Linked DNA regions of Nomascus leucogenys: region 2 is linked to region 1. A link is a contact called in public Hi-C data. All regions are on one chromosome and are shown on one strand. Each heading gives the region's core, a stretch centred on a gene start, on an enhancer-like site or on the middle of the called end of the contact. The rest is flanking DNA. Distances are from core to core; before and after follow the strand shown. Region 1 overlaps PDE4B (cAMP-specific 3',5'-cyclic phosphodiesterase 4B). Region 2 has its middle 97 kb from the start of SGIP1.

What was found. Hi-C and Micro-C count contacts between places; a contact is called where the count stands out from the background.
Region 2: a contact with region 1 is called in a Hi-C map of an unstated tissue, with 4 times the contacts expected there. The contact joins two enhancer-like sites. A contact is called at or near these places in 3 of 4 Hi-C or Micro-C datasets (a lymphoblastoid cell line and an unstated tissue).

The regions. Positions count from the first base shown.
Region 1 is chr5:45,725,271-45,728,900 of Asia_NLE_v1, forward strand. The region is part of intron 4 of PDE4B (cAMP-specific 3',5'-cyclic phosphodiesterase 4B); the gene reads left to right. Among named protein-coding and RNA genes, the nearest start is that of SGIP1, 280 kb to the right of the region's middle. Within about 2 kb of position 1,656, the one cell type or tissue checked has an H3K27ac peak away from gene starts, as active enhancers do. A contact at or near this core is called in a lymphoblastoid cell line, where this site is marked.
Region 2 is chr5:45,911,387-45,915,016 of Asia_NLE_v1, forward strand. No RefSeq gene overlaps it. Among named protein-coding and RNA genes, the nearest start is that of SGIP1, 97 kb to the right of the region's middle. Within about 2 kb of position 1,900, the one cell type or tissue checked has an H3K27ac peak away from gene starts, as active enhancers do. A contact at or near this core is called in a lymphoblastoid cell line, where this site is marked.

The DNA of each region.
Region 1 (3,630 bases), core at 406-2,905:
ATCAGGAGCATTCTCTTACTACATGAAATAATGTACATGAAAGTGCTTTGTAAACTGTAAATATAACATAAATAAGAGTCCTCTTGATTGCAATGGACAGACATGAATTAAGATTAAAGAAGCTCTCATCAGCTGGAAATACAGACATGCAACCCTTTAATTATGGATGCCCTTCAACTTACAATGTCCCAAAAAGCCCATCCTAAGTTGTAAATATTGTAAGTTGAAAATGCATTTAACACACCTAACCTACCAAACAGTACAGCTTAACCTAAGCTACATTAAATGTGCTCAGAACACCTACATTAGCATACAATTGGGCAAATCATCCAAAGCAAAGCCTATTTTATAATAAAGTGTTGGATATCTCATGTAATTGATTGAATACTGTACTGAAAGTGAAATACAGAAAGATTGTATGGGTACTCAAAGTACAGTTTCTACTGAATGCATATGGCTTTTGCGCCATTGTGAAGTCAAAAATTGTAAATTGGGCAGGGCGTGGTGGCCTGTAATCCCAGCACTTTGGGAAGCTAAGGGGTGGATCGCTTGAGTTTGAGACCAGCCTGGACAACATGGCTAAGCCCTGTCTCTACAAAAAATACAAAAAATTAGCTGGGAGTAGTGGTGCGTGCTTGTGGTCCCAGCTCCTCAGGAGGCTGAGATAGGAGGATCACTTGAGCCAGAGAGGCAGAGGTTGCAATGAGTTAAGTAAGATTGTGCCACTGTACTCCAGTCTAGGTAATAGAGTGAGACTCTGTCTCCAAAAAAAAAAAAAAAAAAAAAAAAAAAGGTAAGTAAAATAATCGTTAAGTTGAGGACCATCCATATAAAAATAAAGATACCTACTGGTATTGACAATAACTATAACTCAATAACTAAGCTGCTTTTATGTGCTAAGCACTGTTATTAAGAGTTGTACATATGTAATAATTAATTTAACTCTCACAGAACCCTGTTTTACACGTAAAACTGTTGAGACATGGAGAGGTTGCCTAATGTCTCATAGCTAGTAATAATGCAGCTGAGAAACAAACCAATGCTTTTTGGCTCCAAAATCTGTGCTGTTAACCACTATAGTATATATCTCTCTATATGACAGATGAAAATCAAGGAAATTACAAGTTAATTTCTGTGTGTAGTGAGAAAACAGAGAAAAGTGGAATGAATAAAATTCAGAGTGTGGCAGTGAAAGGCAGTATTTCTGCTTTCTAGAAAATCATTTTATTGTTTAGAGTAGACCTACATACACTCAATTCTATGACTCAGTCCTAAGACTGGAGTGCTCATTTCCAGTTATTCTACAAATTTGTAATGTGCTGGCTTTGTCACTAGATGTTGCTCTTGCGATGGTTCTGAATATCTGGACTCGTTCCTGAGAGGCATTGCCTTCTCCAGGGGTTTGAGAAAGTAGGAAGTGTATCAGTTTTCATAATCAATCAAATGTTTTGTTATTTCTATGCCATTTGATTCTTAACTAGTGATTTATCAAATTATGATTTTTAAAAATTTGTAATAGTTCCATAAATAATCTGGTTGCACTCAAAGAGAAGCTTTTTTGTTTTGTTTTGTTTCTTTTCTGTTACTTTCTATAAATTATCTGATAGATTCTCTAACAGCAGTTTTCTAACATACAGCATTAGCTTTGGCAGCTCAAATTATTTAAGAGAACCAATGCCGGGGATCTGTAAAATCTATTTTTTGCTTCTGAATATTCTGTTCTCCTAAACTTCAAAAGTTCCATAATGATAAAGTCATGTTGACATTGTGCCCTATTAACGTTTCTTTATCTCCCTTTAATCTTTGAATTGTACAGTTTTAATAACTCCTCCAACTCATTCAACAATACATCAGCTCAAGGTACCACCTATGCATGAGATTTACTTATATTATTTAGCTTTTATTAGATACTAGACTCTGGAAATCCCAGAGTCATAGAAGATGTGCTAAAATCTAAATCCGTTATCTTGTCCCAAATTCATCCTGATGTCTTATGAACAATGTGAACTTCACATCAGAAATCAGAACACTTCACTTGACTAGCCTAAAAAAAAAGAAAGAAGAAAAGCAAGAAAGCAAGAAAGAAGGAAAGAAAAGAATCAGAACAAACTACAAGATCTTCACCCATCTCAAAGTTCATCTTGGGAAAAATGGCTGGAAAGGGTCAGTTTCTGATACAGTTCACCGCACTCCATTTATCACAACTGCTCCTCTCTTGATTATTCTGTCTTTCTTTTCTGTATCTCTCCAAGAACCCTGAGGCTCTTCCTTTGGCTCCCTATTTATATGTACCCCCACCTCAGGGGGCCACTTCCTGCCATGGCCTTAACTATCCCTACTTTTGTAGGAAACCCCTAAATCTATAGCTCGAATTCCCATATCTCAGTCTTCCTGCTCGATGTCTCCACCCGGATATAAATCAGTACCTTAAAGTTCAACATGTACCTTAAAAACTCAGTGACTACCTTAAACTCCCCCAACAGGAGGGAAAACTCCTCATTTCCTTATTTCTACTCATGGCTTCACTGTTTTCTCAGATTTCCATTTTTTAAATTGAAAATTATATTTCTTTATGACCCCTTATCCAATTAAATGTCGAGTTCTGCAAAACCTCTGGGCTCTCTTCAATTTGTCTCATTCTGTCCCTTTCTTGGCATTACCTATTACTTCTCATCAGAATGGGTGCAATTTCTAACTATTCTTTCCAGGTCTGTCCCCTCTCCAATCTGTCCCTCCACACCCAAGACATTTTACTTTCTAAATCACTTTTCTGTTGGCCCAGCTCACTTTCCATCTCACTAAAAACCTTCACTGGCTCCTTTCTCTCTCCTCTCTCTTTCTCTTTTCTTTTCTTTTCCTTTCTTTCTTCCGTTCTTTCTTTCTTTCTTTCCTTTCTTTCTTTCTTTCTTTCTCTTTCTTTCTTTCTTTCTTCTTTTTCTTTCTTTCTTCTTTCTTTCTTTTTTCTTTCTCTTTTCTTTTTTTTCTCTTTCTTTCTTTCTCTTTCTTTCCTTTTGAGACAAAGTGTCACTCTTATTGCCCAGGCTGGAGTGCAATGATGTGATCTCAGCTCACTGCAACTTCTGCCTCCTGGGTTCAAGGGATTCTCCTGCCTCAGCCTCCCAAGTAGCTGGGATTACAGACATGTACCACCACACCCAGCTAATTTTGTATTTTTTTTTAGTAGAGACAGGGTTCCTCCATGTTGGTCAGACTGGTCTCGAATTCCCAACCTCAGGTGATCCGCCTGCCTCAGCCTCCCAAAGTGCTGGGATTACAGGCATGAGCCGCCACGCCCAGCCTGGGTCTTTTCTTTCTACGGAGTTAAGTACTGACTCTATAATCTTTGTCTGGACTGTCCATAATATGAGTGTGGGAGGCCTTCTATCCTTATTCTCTACAAATGTCTATAGCTAATGTGCTTTGCTCCACCCAAATAGCCATCAAACATCTTAATAAGCGTGTTCAGTATTTTCCCATTTCAATGCCTTTGTTCCTGCCATTTCTCTTCATTGGCAGCATCTACCATCCCTGACTTTTTAAATCCTTCAAAATTCATCTGAAACACTGCTCACACAATCAAGACTTTCCTACTTTCTCTGACTTGTAATTATCATGTTTCCTTTGGACTTC
Region 2 (3,630 bases), core at 650-3,149, 190 kb after region 1:
GGATGCCAGGAACCCTTAATGTTCTCTTTCCCCAGGAGTAAAGTGGTAGTAATCAATCTCACACACACACACACACACACACACACACATGCACACACACACAGACACCCCACATATACAGCATAGTGCATAACACACATACATATAAGATTTATTTAAAATGACCTTAAGAAGAAAATTATTGGCCAGGCGCGGTGGCTCACGCTTGTAATCCCAGCACTTTGGGAGGCCGAGGCGGGCGGATCACGAGGTCAGGAGATTGAGACCACAGTGAAACCCCGTCTCTACTAAAAATACAAAAAAATTAGCCGGGCGTGGTGGCGGGCGCCTGTAGTCCCAGCTACTCGGAGAGGCTGAGGCAGGAGAATGGCGTGAACCCAGGAGGCGGAGCTTGCAGTGAGCCGAGATCGCGCCACTGCACTCCAGCCTGGGCGACAGAGTGAGACTCCGTCTCAAAAAAAAAAAAAAAAAAAAAAGAAGAAAATTATTAACTCTGGGTCAGATGTGTTTATAAGCCCATTTCTGGGCCCACATTCTGGGCTCTACCATATTGTATCTTCGGGTCATGGCTCTCTCACAACTGGAGAGAGGTGCTCCAAGCATCAATTTATAAAAGCTGTTACTAGCACACTATCTCTATCCTGGTTTTTTTTTTTTTTTTTTTTTTTTTAATAATACTATCTACCTTGCCTTTTCTGAGGCGCAGAGCCTAGCACAAATGTGTCTAATCAGGTCGATCAAAACAAGGGGAATTGCACTGGTATTTGGGCCTGGAGTGCACAGCAAAACGTCAAAGACTTACAGGACCAGGAAAGCTTGTGACTTGGCTATTCTGCTCATGATGTGGTTTTTATATAAATGGCCTGCATTCATGTAAGGACAAATGTAAAACAGCCTTTCTCCTAGCTTCAGAATAGACTGAAAGTAGAGGAGAAGAGCAGAGAGAAATTTTGTTTTTTTTTTGGTTTGGTTTTGGGAAATAATTTACAATATTTATACTCCAGGAATTGCCCTAGAGAAATTAGAATTTTTTAATTAAAAAATTTATTTTCCTCTTAGCTTCTTGCAATGTCCACATTATACAGTGCATTAAAGCTATAAGGTCTTATTCCTATTTCAGCAATTCTCAATCAGATAATCTCAGAATGCTTGTTACAACACAGATCTGTGGGCTTTGATCCAGATCAACTGATTTATAATTACTTGTATAGGTAAGTTAAATAAGTTCTTGGTGAAATTCTCGTGTCCACTAGAATTTAGAAACCACTGCACACACCCTTCTAGCATCTGAAATCACTTCTATTTTTATAGATAAAATAGCCTGCTTTTCAAACTCTTCCATATTTGTAGCCTTTGAGTTTCTAGATCTCTTTTAAGCTCACCAAGATCTAGTATTCAGCCTAGGACTCAGCCAGCGAAATTAGATGGAGTAGAATGGAAATTCTACTTGTGCTTCCCATAATAAATCTTCACTCTTCCCTCTTCCTGCTTCAACTTTCTCCACAAACACACAGCAGTAAAATATACCTATTTTTAAAGTTCTATTCTTATGCACCACAGAGCTTAAGAAACACTGCCCCCCTTGTGGTAGGTGCTGGACCAGCCGATGTTTTTGATTAGTAGGTGAGGCACATGGGGAGTTTGTGGTGAATGCATCAGTGGGAGGAAGAAAGGCATGAAATGAAGAATCAACATGATTGTGGTGCCTGGAGCCAGAGAGTTAGCTGCTGGTTCCAGCTCTGGTATTAACTGAGGGTGTGATCTGAGGTGAGTCATGCCTCTCTTTGGGCCACAGGGTGCTACCTTAGGGCTAGGCAGAATTCTTTAAGGCAGAGCTTCCTAGCTTATATGTAGTCTCACACTGGTGTGCCACAAACGGATTACAGGTGTGCTATGAATTACTGAGTTCCTCAGCTCTCAGAATGTGCCTCTAGCCAAGAGAAGCCTCATCAGAGTCTTCCTGGGGACTGGTCGGAGCAGTGTAGGAGTCCAAGAACCACTCTCGTAGTCCCTAGAGGAGGCAGTGGGCACCATGAGTCACATTTACCATGCATTTCTCCACTATAATGCCCTGAATGCACACAGCCAAGAAAGTAGGTGCTCTACTGCATGGGCATCTCAGCAGCCATCCATCCTAGTGGTTAGCACCACTAACCATTCTAGGTAAGGCCTGAGGATCAGTAGGTAGTTTGTGTCCAGCTGCCCAGAAGCTTAGAGCTTAGCCCAAGATGCAGCCAGTGGGGATGAGTGAGTGCAGAAACATGGTGGGGGTTTCTGGTCTGCCCAGCAACACCTGATAGCCCAGAATCTCTGTTTTCACATATATCAGATACTCCTGTTCATCTTCAGCAGATGGACAAAATCCATTTAGTGGTTTCCATGCTAGCTGTAGGGCAACTGCTCTTACAATGCATATGCAATGTACAAATTAGAACTTCGTTATTATTTTGGAATGCTAGATAGCATAAAAGTCTGAATTTAAAGTACTTTTGCTCTATCATAAAAAATTAAACATTAACTTGTCAGTATAAGAAAAGGATAAGCTATTAGGTTCTTTAATTTCAAATGCTGCAAATCTTCAAATAGTTGTAAACAATGGTTTTAATTTTTTTTAATTATCTTATTGTGGGAATGAAGGTTCTTGTTGATACACACCACTAGGAATTTGAAACAATCGTCATTAAGAAGTCTTAATCAGAGTTTTGCATAGCTATTTTGAATATGGTATCTTTTGGTAAAAAGATATGTCAATGGTAATAAGTTCAAATTTCTAATTTTTTTAAATTATTTTATTTGGAACCTTTATATAAATTTAATATTTGATATTTTTCTAAACATCTTGTATTTTATTTTTCCTATAAGTATATAAATATAAAGAGTGACAAATTTTTTCACTGAGCTTTATTGAGCTATTCCCAGATCACCCTCCGGGTTTTGTAGAGAAAACATTTGTACAGAACAAAAAGTTTTCTATGTGTGGAAGATGTGACAAAGATTGCCTACAGTGTTTTAGGGCAGTGGTTCTCAACTGGGGATGCTTTTGCTTCCCAAAGGGCATTTGACAATGTTTGAAGACATTTCTGGTTGTCACCACTGGGGAGCTACTTATGGCGTCTAACAGGCAGAGGCCAGGAATGCTGCTAAATACCCTGCAATGCACAGGAAAATTCTCCATAAAAAGAATGATCAGACCCAAAATGTCAATAGTGCCAAAGATAGAAACTGTGTTCTAGAGCCTGTCTCATTCTTATATTCTGATTCAGAATTATAAATGTTCTTACAGTGGTTGGCAATAACGGATGTGGCTAGAAATGGCCAGCTCTAATCTCCTAACTGCATCTATAATAGCAGACCCTGTAGGCAAGCAAAATGTGGGGCAGGACTTCCTACGGGCCTCCTTGAGATGGTATGCATTTCAAAGCAGCAGTTGTGTAACTTTTATGGCTACAATCTTAGTACCCCCAGGTATCTATATATATATGTGTATATATATCTTCTTCTCCCATTTTATTTTTTTTAAATATCATATTCTAGAAATGACATTTTTGTTCCATTGGATTGTGACTCATGTTATTTTTCAACAACGCCCCTTCCTCTAGCCCCAACTCTGGATCTCACTATGACTAGCTT